Linked DNA regions of Pan troglodytes: region 1 is linked to region 2. The links are chromatin contacts, called in public Hi-C maps. All regions are on one chromosome and are shown on one strand. The core of a region is the stretch at or near the end of the contact, and the rest is flanking DNA. Distances in the headings are between cores, read along the strand shown.

Region 1 (5,743 bases), core at 264-2,763, 1.3 Mb after region 2:
ATTTCAAGTACAAAACGTTTTCACACCGTGGGTGATAATCTTCCATAAAAAATTTCATATTTGAATGAAAACAGCTCAAGAAATACACTAATGAGCAAAAATATATGGGGAAAGAGGAACGTGTAGTTTTGACTTAACTGAAGAAACCAAGAGGAAACTGGTCTCCATATGAAAATGTGATCCTGGAAAGTCAGGTGTCAAGATTTTCGAGTAGGAATCTACATGACTTGAATCTCCCTTACTTCCTGAATAAAAGTGACATCTTTCAGTATTTATTTTAAAAAATCATATGTCAGTGGAGCTTCCAGGTAAATTATCTTTAAAAAATCATATTTGAGTGGAGCTTCCAGGTAAATTATCTTCCTCTTTTAAGGGAGCTCCCTGTATTTCTAGCGGCTTTAACTGATATCCCTTTCAGTGAGAAATCCTCATTAGCTACGTAAGAGGGGACTGGGTGTTTTTTTTCAAAAAGCTGGTATTGGGACATCTACTTCTGTGATGTCCCTGGTCAGCTATATTGTCTAGGAGTTGAACCATTTTGTATTAATTTTCTATCATTTACTGGGTGCCTCTTCTGTGACAGTGCCACTCAAAGGGCTATTGATATATTATCAGGTGACTGAATTCTATATTCTGAAGTAGGAGATATTGTTATTGCTGTTATTACATTTTACAGATAAGAAAGCTGAGGCTCTGAGAGGTCAAGATCACGCAGCTAACAAATGAGCCAAGACTCTTGCTTTAGAGCTTGTCCTCTATTCTTGCTTTTCTTTCCAAAAAACACTACAATTTTTGTTTTGTTTTGTTTTGAGACAGGGTCTCGATCTGTCACCCAGGCTGGAGTGCAGTGGCGCGATTTCGACTCACCGCAACCTCCGCCTCCGCGCTTAAGCGATTCTCCTGCCTCAGCCTCCCGAGTAGCTGGGACTACAAGCTCGGGACACCACGTAAAAATGATCAAGTTCTAACATGTATGCATACGAATTACAATGGAAATAAAATTAGCAAAGCGCTTATGCTAATGCTCAATACAATTGATTTCCTCACATTTAATCCTCACAACCACTACAACCACCTCTAACTCAAGCTCTGAGGGACTGACGTGCCCTAACGACACAGCTCTTATCTGGTGGGAACAGGAGCGTTTTAGCGAAACTCCAAACTCCTAGGACCCGCCTTCCCCAGGAAGGCTTTTCCTGGCACTGTGCTTCCGGAAGTCCCACCCCAGGAGAAAAACAGCTTCCGGAAAAAATTGCGGCCGGGAATCCGGAACAGAACTAGGGGCGGGGCCGCTTGAGACGCTCTAGTATTCCTCTACTCTATGGCCGCTGTCAATTGACAAGTCCCGAGCGGTAAAGCTCCTTTCTATTGGATGAGCAGCCTCGCGTAGGCGGGAAGCTCGGTGCACGGCGCGCTGATTGGCTGGATCCGCCATGCGGAGCGGCTAGGTGGTGCACGGGAAACGCGGGCGTAGGTGACCGGCGGCTTTCTCAGTTTTGGTGGAGACGGGCGCATGTGGGCGCTTTGCTCGCTGCTGCGGTCCGCGGCCGGACGCACCATGTCGCAGGGACGCACCATATCGCAGGCACCCGCCCGCCGCGAGCGGCCGCGCAAGGACCCGCTGCGGCACCTGCGCACGCGAGAGAAGCGCGGACCGTCGGGGTGCTCCGGCGGCCCAAACACCGTGTACCTGCAGGTGGTGGCAGCGGGTAGCCGGGACTCGGGCGCCGCGCTCTACGTCTTCTCCGAGTTCAACCGGTCAGTCTACGAGCCACGCCCCGTCCCGCTGGGCCCTCAGTGCGGCGCAGCCTCTGAGCATCGGGGCACCTCCCAGGGCTTCGGCTTCCCTACTTCACACATGTGGTTCACTGTTGCGGGGGTTCGTGGAGTTATGGTGGGTGGGAAATCCGAGATTCTTTGCATCCATGTGATTTCTGGGGATCTGTGAAGAACTTCAGACGTGGGTCTGAGCGTCCTTTTCCCAACCCTTGGGCCCCGGCCTGGCTGTCAGCACTTTCGGAGCTCCACCCTCTTCCGTGCACCCCAAGGCCAGTGTGTCGTTGTTAGCGTGTGGGGTGGACAGATCTTGTGTGTAGCCGGTGGTGGAGAAAGGACTCATTTTGTCCTAGCACCCACACACACAGGCCCCCACTCCTCTCCACCTCTGCTAAGGAGGGCTCAAAACCCACCAGCATAAATGTGGCTCGGTAGTCCAACGTGGACTTTTAATTTTTTTTCTTTTTTTTTTTTCCAGAGTCTACAATAAAACATCTAATTGGTGTCAGAGAGTTTACAGAATAAAACCTTCTGAATGTCTTGTGTAATGTGTGTCTTGTAGGTATCTCTTCAACTGTGGAGAAGGCATTCAGAGACTCATGCAGGAGCACAAGTGAGTCAGTCTCTTGCTTTCGGAGGGGGAGTTGATTACGGGGCTTGAAAGCCGAAATGTGAGGCCAGTTGTTTTTTATAGCAAAAGTGGCCCTTGTTCTGTTCCTGTTATCCTGTTTAAATGTTTTCTCATTCTTAGGTTAAAGGTTGCTCGCCTGGACAACATATTCCTGACACGAATGCACTGGTCTAATGTTGGGGGCTTAAGTGGTGAGTATATTCTTTGCAGTGTCAGAGGCTGGTGGGAAGTCTCTGGAATTTTAACCGGCTTTACCATTTTTCCAAGTCTGGGGTGGGCAGCTACTTTTTTTTTTTTTTTTTTTTTTTTTTTGGTCAGTGGCGTGATCTTGGCTCACTGCAACCTTTGCCTTCTGGGCTCAGGTGATCCCCTCACCTCAGCCTCCCAAATAGCTGGGACCACACGTGTGCCCCATCACACCTGGCTAATTTTTTTGTATTTTTTGTAGCGACGGGGTTTCGCTATGTTGCCCAGGCTGGTCTCAAACTTCTGCAATCCTCCTGTCTCGGCCTCCCAAAGTGCTGGGATTACAGGCATGAGCCACCGCACCGGGCCTGGAATTCTTTTTATACCAGCCCAGTCAGCAGCAGCACAGAGCATTAAAAGCTGTGACTCAGGAGAACAGATTTTAATTTGGATACCACCTCTTAAGTGTTACCATCCACTTAGTTTCTTGCATTGCGGGGACAGAGATTTGTGGCAGTAAACTGGAGAGTCTAGCAGTGGTGATTACAGTTAATATGTTTATCGCAGACGCCATTGGCACATTGGCAGCCACACACATACCCACTGTCCAGATTACCCTGTCATTTATGTCTGTCAACCGGAAGGTCAGGATTGTGTTGCAGCCAAATTGTGTGGGCTTGGTGGCATGGACCGGAAGGAGTGAAGTGTTAGACCAGTCTCCCTTCTCAGGGCTGAGACTAGGGTGAGGCACTTAGGGTGCCAGCCCTTCACTTGCATGATTCCTTACATTTTGCACACTGGGTGCCTTGCTGCTTCACCCTAGTGACAGCTCAGCCCATTCTAGAGGCATTTAAAGAATATTTGGTGTCTGTTACACCTCTAGCTGGCATCACTTCTGCTCTGTACATCTTCCCTGGTTATACTTCCAAAGCTGGAAGGTGGAGATGTAGATAAATAGTTGGATTAGTACGGGGTGCTCCTCCTGTTAGTGACGACAGGTCAAATTGATGAGAGATCTGATTTTATGCATCCTTTTTAGGAATGATTCTTACTTTAAAGGAAACCGGGCTTCCAAAGTGTGTACTTTCTGGACCTCCACAACTGGTGAGTCTTTCCTGACACATCTTTCAAAAGCAATCTTTCCTTTTGTAATATCAGTAACAAGAATTTTCCTTTTTGCAAATCAGTCTTCTGCCCTCCAGAGATACCTGGTCGTTGAAACGCTTCCCCTTTCAAGTTAAAAAGACTTGAGTTCTGATTAACTATGTGACCTTGACCAAGTTACTTTACCTTTCTGAGCTTTAGTTTATTCATCTGTAAGATGACTATCACGTTTCATAGAGTTGTTAAAGATTAAAGGACGTAGCAGCACATGTAAAGCACTAAATCACTTTATTAGATATATGTTTGGCACCAAGTAGGCACACAAGAAAGGGCAGCTTTTGTTTTTATTCAATAAATTTCTGACATCTTCTTACCTTTCAGTCCAGCTTATTACACTCTTGAGAAGGCGTGTGTGTGTTGTTGAATATAACAGTTCATTTTCCAGTCCTTAAGAAGAAAGTCACCAAGACCTGTTAAGTCTTTCCCCAAAATAACGTTTGAAATCCATCCATTTGTCTCTTATTGAGGCCTTCCTTATTTCTGTTTTCTATGCCTGTAAACTACAATAGCCTCCCATATTCATTCTCGCCTTCCTGTAATCCATCTGCCACACAGCAGCCAGAGAGGTCACTTTAAGACAGAAAAGTAGTGTGTCACTTGCCACCCTAAAGCCCTTCATGGGCTCCCCATTGCAATACAATCAAAACACCTTGATATGGCCTACAAGTCCTGTAGGCCCCGGCCGCTACCCACACTTCCATCTGTACCCATCGCTGAACTGCAGCTGCATGGGCTGACTCTTATGTCCCTCTAACTCCCTGGCCACTTCAGGACTTTCGCCCTTCCGCAGGTTCCCTCTGCCTCTTCTAATTGCTGCCTATATTGTTACTGAACCTTCAGGGCTCAGCTAGAGGGTCATCTACTCCAGAACTGTCTCTTCTTCTCTAGACAAGTTGGATCCCAGCCCTCTGTATTTTTCATTTTCCTTGCAGAGCACTTAGCATAATGCCACTAAGCTGTTTCTGTTATCATGTTTCCTTTTGTCTCCTCCACTGGCCTGATTAGAGCAAGGCCTCCATCTCTTTTTCCTGCTATATCCTTGGCATCTGATATAATGGATACTCAGTAAATATTTGTAATAAATGATGTTCAAAATATTTACTAAGCTTTGTTTTATGTTGATACCTATTGGTAACCTTTTAAATACTTGAATAGTTGCTGTGTTCTACATTTGTTCAACCATAACTGCTCATTTCTTTGTTTTTCATTAGGAAAAATACCTCGAAGCAATCAAAATATTTTCTGGTCCATTGAAAGGAATAGAACTGGGTATGTCTTTGTCTGTGACTCATCCTCTGCTATTTCTAACTTACATATGCCCTGACCTCTCAAATTAGAATCCATTAAAAACATCAACATTAAACCTCAAAATCAAATGCTTCATCACCACGAGATTTTTTTTTTTTTTTTGGATAGAGTCTTGCTTTCTTACCAGGCTGGAGTGCAGTGGCATGATCTCGGCTCACTGCAACCTCCACCTCTTGGGTTCAAGCCATTCTCCCACCTCAGCCTCCCGAGTAGCTAGGACTACAGGCGCACACCACCATGCTCAGCTAATTTTTTGTATTTTTAGTAGAGACGGGGTTTCACCATGTTGGCCAGGATAGTCTCGATCTCTTGACCTTGTGATCTGCCCGCCTCAGCCTCCCAAAATGAGCTACCATGCGGCTGGAGATGGGATTTCTAAATAGTGACATTTTCTGTGTTCCCACCTCATGCTGTAAAAATAGGGGCCAGGTGGGCAGGAGTGATTGAACAGCTGATGCATGCCTGTGTACCTGCTGTGTGGCATTCTCCATCCAGACAGCAGGGCTCCTGCCTCAGTTCCAGAGGTGCTTCTCGTCGTTGAGTTGCTTTGAGTTGGGGGCGGGGGTGACAAGGGGCCCCTAGAGGTTTTGTGGCCAACTTTGTACATTGAAACGCAGCTCCAGCTGTGCAGGGGGGCTTACGACCTCTTGATGGGAAGAGGCCTCACTGAGGATGCTA
Region 2 (6,176 bases), core at 3,057-5,556:
TCACAGCCCGGGAACGGTGGGAAAGGTGACTGTCACGGCTGGCTAAACCTCGAGACTTGGGCAACTCCTGACAATAATAAAAAAACATTAAGGACAAAGGGGAAGGGGTAGGACGAGGCTGGGAAGGGAGCGGTTTTAATCCGCGGGGTCAGCCCTCTTTTATTCTCCAACCCACCCAGGTCCCGACAGTGGGGTGGGCACAGGGAGAGGGGTTCAGTTATCTTCTCCTCTTTTGTTTTCCCAAGTCTTGAGCCTCTGTGAAGCTAATTGGGCCTGGAGGGGTGTCTGAATGTCGTGCTGGCTAGGGTTACGGGTGGAGACCCCAACGAAAATGTGGGGGTCGGTACCTGGGCCCCTAGTCGAAGACAGTTATCGGAGGCCGAAATCTAGACCTCCTGCCCACTCGCGCCTTACCCGAAGCTCGGGCAACCCAACAGCTCACCCCAAAGACCAGCAGCTGCGGAAAGCAGTGGGCAGAGGTAGTGATTATGACCCCGGGGCCGCTGTCCCTTTGGAACCTGACCCGCAACCCGACTCGAGAACAGAATTTCCGGAAGCCGCGACCTCGAAGCAAACCTCATTTCTCAATCAATGGGCCCCGAATATTCTTTGCTCCGGACGTGTAAAAGCCCCGCGGAGACACGCGTCCTTGCTTTCCCTATCCCAGCACCGAGACCAGGGAGGCGGAAACGGGCGGCGGTGCCCGGAGGCCCGGACGCCTTCAAAGCCTCGCGCCGCTCCAGCCGGTTGCAGTGCGCGCCTTTGCCCGACAGGGACCAGCACAGCTCCACGCTCCGCGCGCCGCCCGCCCGCCAGGCGGAGGCGCCGGGCCACCCGCCCGGCTCACCCTCCCGAGCCCAGGCGGCTCGCGAGCGAGGCGGGTCTGACCCCCTTGGGGTTCCGGTAACCAGGCGGACTGTAACAAAAAGTTAACAGACTCTGCGGCCTCGCCGGGACGCCGCGGCCCCCACCCCCTCTCCCCATCTGGGAAGCAGAAGCTGCTCTAGAAGTTCGTTGAGGGCGGAGACCGACCAAAGGGGCTCAGAACATTCCCAGCGTCTCGGGCTCCGGGAGGAAAAAATTTAAAACGAGTCATAAAATACGATTCGAGTCGGATACCCCCATGGTTAGAGGGTGGCTCGCTTTGCTGAGGGCGGTCTCAGTCGCTGCCCTTCTTCTTTGCGGCGAGATCGCCTGATTAATTCAAGGGCACCAGTGCTCCGCGAGAACTTTCTGTGGGTTGTGACGAGAACCAAGCGGAGCGCAACCCTCACCGCACCCGGACAGGATGCGCTGCGCAATCTGCGGTAGTTTCCCTGCCCTACCCCGGGTGGTCCGAAGCTGTAACCCTGCCAATTCCCTATCATACGCCATGTCTCCCTTAGCTCAGGGTCTGAATCGATGATGGAGACCCTGCCCCTGGCAGGGAAACTCACCGGTACCAAGCGAGGCCCTTGTCGTAGCTGCGATCGAAGAAATGGGGCTCGGCGCCCACGGCGCGCACGTCGGGGTGCACGCGCAGAAACTCCAGCAGCGCCCGCGTGCCGCCCTTCTTCACGCCGATGATGATGGCCTGCGGCAGCTGCTTGCTCCCAGACCCACTGAAAAAGCTGGAGATGGGGCTTGGGGAGTCCGGCACCTCGGGACTCTGCTCCTCTGGGCTCGCAGGGCCCTCGGCCATCTCCTTGCCTGAAGCCAGTGGGGTGGCTGGCGGCGCCCGGAACGGCAGCCTGGGGGGCGTCCCGTCCGGAGCTGTGACCAGGGCTGGCGGGTCGTGTGCGGCGCGGGACCCAGAGCCCAGGAGCAGCAGCCCCGGCGCGGCGGCGCAGGAGCCGGCGCACGAGTACAGGAACATATAGAGCCAGACGCAGAGCATGGCGAAGAGCAGCGCGAGCTTCCTCCTCACCGGCGGCGGGGGCGGCGGCGGCTGCGGTAGGAGCCGGCCGGGGACATCGAGGCAAGATCTGCCGCCACTCAGGCGTTGCCCCATGCGCTGCCCGCGGGCGCGGCCAGGGGCATGGCTCAGCACATGGCGTGGGTCCCGCCGGGCAGTGAGCGCAGAGAGGGTTCCCCGGCACGCTGGACGCCCGGGTGGCTCGGTTTATTGCCCCCGTGTGCCCGCGGCCGCCGCTGCTGCTGCTGCTCTTCCCCAGGTGGCGGCGGCAGCTGTAGCGGCGGCGGCTCTTGACATGTTGCCCGGCAGGAGCTGCTACTGGAACGGAAAGTCGGGACGGCGGTAACTGCTGGGCGAGGGTCTGCTCCCGGGGCGCGACGACGCGCTCGGGGCCAGGAGGACGTTGCACTCTCGCGCCCTGGCCACTCTAGACTGTGCGCACCGCCGCACGCCGGGGCTGCCTCCTTGCAGTCCTAAGAACTGAGCCTCGAGCAGCCCCGGCACCTCCCCGCAGAGGCTGCGGAGGCGAACTGCGCAGGAAGAGAGCTGTGGACCGAGGTGGAGTGGGCGGTCCCGGCCTTCCAGAGTGACGGGCTGCTCTACCTACCAAAAACCCCGAACGCCATGCAAATACAGAAGCTTCTCCGAGAGCTTAGCAGCCAACCCGCTCCCAGGACGAGGGGGTGTGGAAAGGCTTCTGGGCGGTGTAGGGCGGTCAGGGGTTGCTATTGGCTTCGGAACAAGGGGCGGGCCCAGAGGGGCGGAGTTAGGGGCTGGTGACAGGAGCAGATGGTGGGAAGAATGCTGCAGTGACCTAGCGCTGGGAGAGGTCCTACCCTACTGAGTGGTGCGCTCCCACACCCGCACGCATTTCCGCACTCGTTCCCTAGAAGCCAGCCTTGGCGGTAGTTGCCCAGATGTTGGGACACGAGTCCCCATCCAGATGTTTCGCAGGAGGTTTCGTGATGCTTACGTGTTGCAGAGTAGGGAGGCGGTTGGAGGAGGGAGAGCAGGGTCGGAGATGCACTAGGCACTGGAACCCCCCCCCCGCCAACCCACGCCGGGGACTCATTCGGAGACCCTTCTGGGACAGGCACGGGATTAGGAAGTTTAAGTAGAAAGGATGTTTGGAAATCGCTGTCTTGTGTGTGTGTGTGTGTGTGTGTGTGTGTGTGTGTGTGTGTGTGTGTGTGTCTTTCCTTCTTATTCTTTGCCAGGTTAGCTTGGCCTGCCGGTTAACTGAGATTAGTGTAAAGTGTCCTTAACAAAAATCTCCAGCCTTCCAAACTGCCGAAAGTAGGTTGGGGAGGGGAAAAGAGACAGGAGAAATTACCAGGAAGAGAGTCTGGTAAACAAAAGTTTCCTGGTCGAAACATGTGCGTGGGAGTCATGTGTAGGAAGTTTTATCTGGATATGAGTTTGTTGGAGACGTTAGGTTTGAGAAAACTTTCCATCTCCCCCTTTTTCCTGAATAGATATAAAGCCAACATTTGCCTTAATTTAGGAGACAGTGTGATTTGCTAACCTGTGACACTGATTGTTTCGTGTTGTCATTCGCCATCGCTTTTTTAAAAGTCAAACATCAATTTGGAACAAATCCATCACTGAGGTGCACTTATTTAATAGTGAAAGTCTACTCGAAGTCACCCCCAACCACATTTTCTTTGGCAAAATGACCCACCCACCCGGGACTGGGGCGGATAAACGCGTCTTCCAAGAAACAGCAACCGCTAGCTGGGGGAAGTGCGGGTGAGCGGTGCTGCGCTTTGCTGAATTCTTGCCCAGGCGTTTGGAGTTCGGAAGCTCGAGATCAAATTCATACTGGTCGTGTTCAGGAAGTTTTCGATGCCTATAACCCAGCCTCTGCGGGGCCAGAGGGCCTCCAACTCCTGGCTGCAAGCGGTTCCGGGGACAGAACATTCCTTCCGACTCCGACCCCAGAGCGACCCCCGGGGCTGAGTGTCACTCACGAAGTGACTCACCGGGAGCCGCCGCCCGCACTGTACTTACTTCACTGTCGGCGACGGCGGGCGCAGCGGAACCGACCTGAGCCCTGGTCCCTCGACCACGCTGTCCAGGACCAGCCACCAGCAGCCGGCCCCTCTCACTTCCTGAGTAAATGTTCCCAAGTGTCCCCGAGTTTACGCAGCCCCACCCTGGGTCCGGTCCCCCCTCGTCGGAAGCAAACGGAGAAAGCCAGATTGACGTTAGCACCCCTGGTTTGAAAATGTGCCTGAGCAGCGGTAATGGCCAGAGAGGATTCAGATAGCACAGCTGCGAGCACCGGACCCGTGCGCCCCGGCTGTGCTACGGGAGACTTCTTTGCAACTACTTTGAGCCCAAAACGTTTTCTTACAAAACTGTTGAGGGAGAAATAAATTAGGCAGAGGATTTCCCTCCCGCTTTTATATTCTCAGCAATAACTTCTTTCTAGCTTTTCTTTCCGTGTCTCTCTGGGACGTTGTGTTTGTTCTTCGAAGTGACTTATTCGCTCTTAATTTTATAATCTAATCCATTTATTTTAAACTTCTAAAACATGAGAACAAATATATTTCTGAGCACTAGCCCGACTCTATTTGGAAATGTGAGGAGAAAATAGTGTCTCCGTAGGGAGTGTCTTCAAATTTTATGTTATTTAGGCGGAAAATTCATGTTGTATAGGTGTGTGTTAGGCGAACTGTAGCTCCCACGTGGCTAACTTCAGGCTTGCCTGGGTGTGAGTCTTTCAGTGTTTTAAGGATTTTGACAATCCCAATATAAAAAGTCCCTGTCCTGAGGATTAGTAAAGTCTAATAAGTGAGCAATTACAAATTGAGGCAGCTGAATACATTTGGCGTTTCTTTTTTCCGGGGGTGGATTGAGGGAAGGAGGGAGTAGAGGTAAAGATGTGGGCGTCGGAAATTGCTCTGACTGCAGCGCAGAGCTGAGCTCCCACAGCTAAGTCTCGGGCCGGACCCACCCGGCATCCTTTCAATTCCAACTATTGAGAACCACAGGGGAGTTCGCGGTGCGCACCGCGCCGCGGGGCCTTCCCGGCACAAGGTCGGAGGGTCGTCTGGGGCCTGGACAGCACCTGGGCGGGCTGGGAAGCGGCGCCAGAGGACGACCTGGGCGGCGAACTGACGCTTTGGCCCTTTTGCCCACCTAGCTGATCCTCCCATTGCTCTAGAGAGTCTCAGGCTGTGCCGTGAAATTCCCACGCGCGGCGGTCGCTCTCGGTCCACCCTTGGCAAGGGCCATCTCTCCCAACCGTCTTCCCATTCCGCAGATGCAGAACCCAAGGCTCAAACCTGGACAGAGCTGGTAGCCAAATTAACCGTGAACCCAGTTTGAGCTTCTGCCCTTAACCTTTGCTCAGCAGTGCGGGGCTCCCCACGCTTGGACCCTGGGCATCAGCAAACTGCCACCACTAAAACCGAGGGAAAGGTTTACCTCTGATAAACTCATTCAAAATGTTTGTATTCGGAAATGTAGAAAGGAGAGAATTGTATTTCAGCACGTCTATAAGGTTTATGTTTTATTTTGGTTGGTTTATTTGGTATTACCGAATAGGGTACGCAGCTACGGCCTCTCAGGGCTCTCATCTGGGAGGCAGCCCCTCTCCTTTAGGACAGGACAGGGCCGCCACAGGGGCCCTCTCCTCTCGCTCTTCCCCCAGGTCCTGCTGCCAACAGCCCTCTGTGCGACCCCAGTCGGGTCACTCTAAAATTTCACATCTGTAGAATGGGAGACTTGAGCCAAAAGATCCCCGCAGTATTTTTCCGCCTGAAATTTCTCCGATTCTAGGCTCGGGATGGGAGGCTCCGCAGCTGCTCCAGCCTGCGGCCAGCTCCGCCTCCCCAACAGCCACCCTCTGGGGCCGAGCTCCTCTATACCCTCTGCGGCACCGCAAAGCAGGCATTTCCTGGGGCAGCCTGAACCGGTGGCCCAGAGCCCCAGTTCCTGCCACCGGAATCCGGACCTTCCTCCCGCTCCCCTCGCCAGCGAGGCGGCCCCTCGGGGGTTAGCAGCTGCGAGCTCGCTCCGCCTTCTCCAGCGGCCCGGGCATGAAGGGCGGTCGGCGCCGCAGCGGCTCCGATACCCGCCCGGAAGGGAGCGCTCTGGCCCCGGCCTCGCAGCTGCGGGACAGCCGGGAGCGGAGCAGAGGGCAGCCGCGGCCAGTTGTCTCTCCAGCGGACTGGGAAGGGAATTTTATCTCGGCCTGGACTCCCGCTGTACCTTTGTTGGGGGTTAGTGGTGAGGCTGCGGTCGTCCGAGCTCCTGGATGTCGCGGGCGCCGTGA

What was found. A called contact is a pair of places that touch in the nucleus more often than the background predicts.
Region 1: a Hi-C map of stem cell-derived neural progenitor cells shows a contact between it and region 2, with 6 times the contacts expected there. The contact joins the promoter of ELAC2 here to the promoter of HS3ST3B1 in region 2. A contact is called at or near these places in 1 of 7 Hi-C or Micro-C datasets (stem cell-derived neural progenitor cells) and 1 of 1 datasets of contacts at active chromatin or transcription factors (stem cell-derived excitatory neurons).

What each region holds. Positions count from the first base shown.
Region 1 is chr19:57,678,359-57,684,101 of NHGRI_mPanTro3-v2.0_pri, forward strand. It overlaps ELAC2 (elaC ribonuclease Z 2), which reads left to right and starts at 1,514. Exons shown (of 24, transcript NM_001009034.1): 1 at 1,514-1,758; 2 at 2,339-2,389; 3 at 2,528-2,598; 4 at 3,633-3,697; 5 at 4,969-5,026. The coding sequence starts at 1,514.
Region 2 is chr19:56,395,498-56,401,673 of NHGRI_mPanTro3-v2.0_pri, forward strand. HS3ST3B1 (heparan sulfate-glucosamine 3-sulfotransferase 3B1) reads right to left here and starts at 4,307. Exons shown (of 3, transcript XR_675343.5): 1 at 1,437-4,307.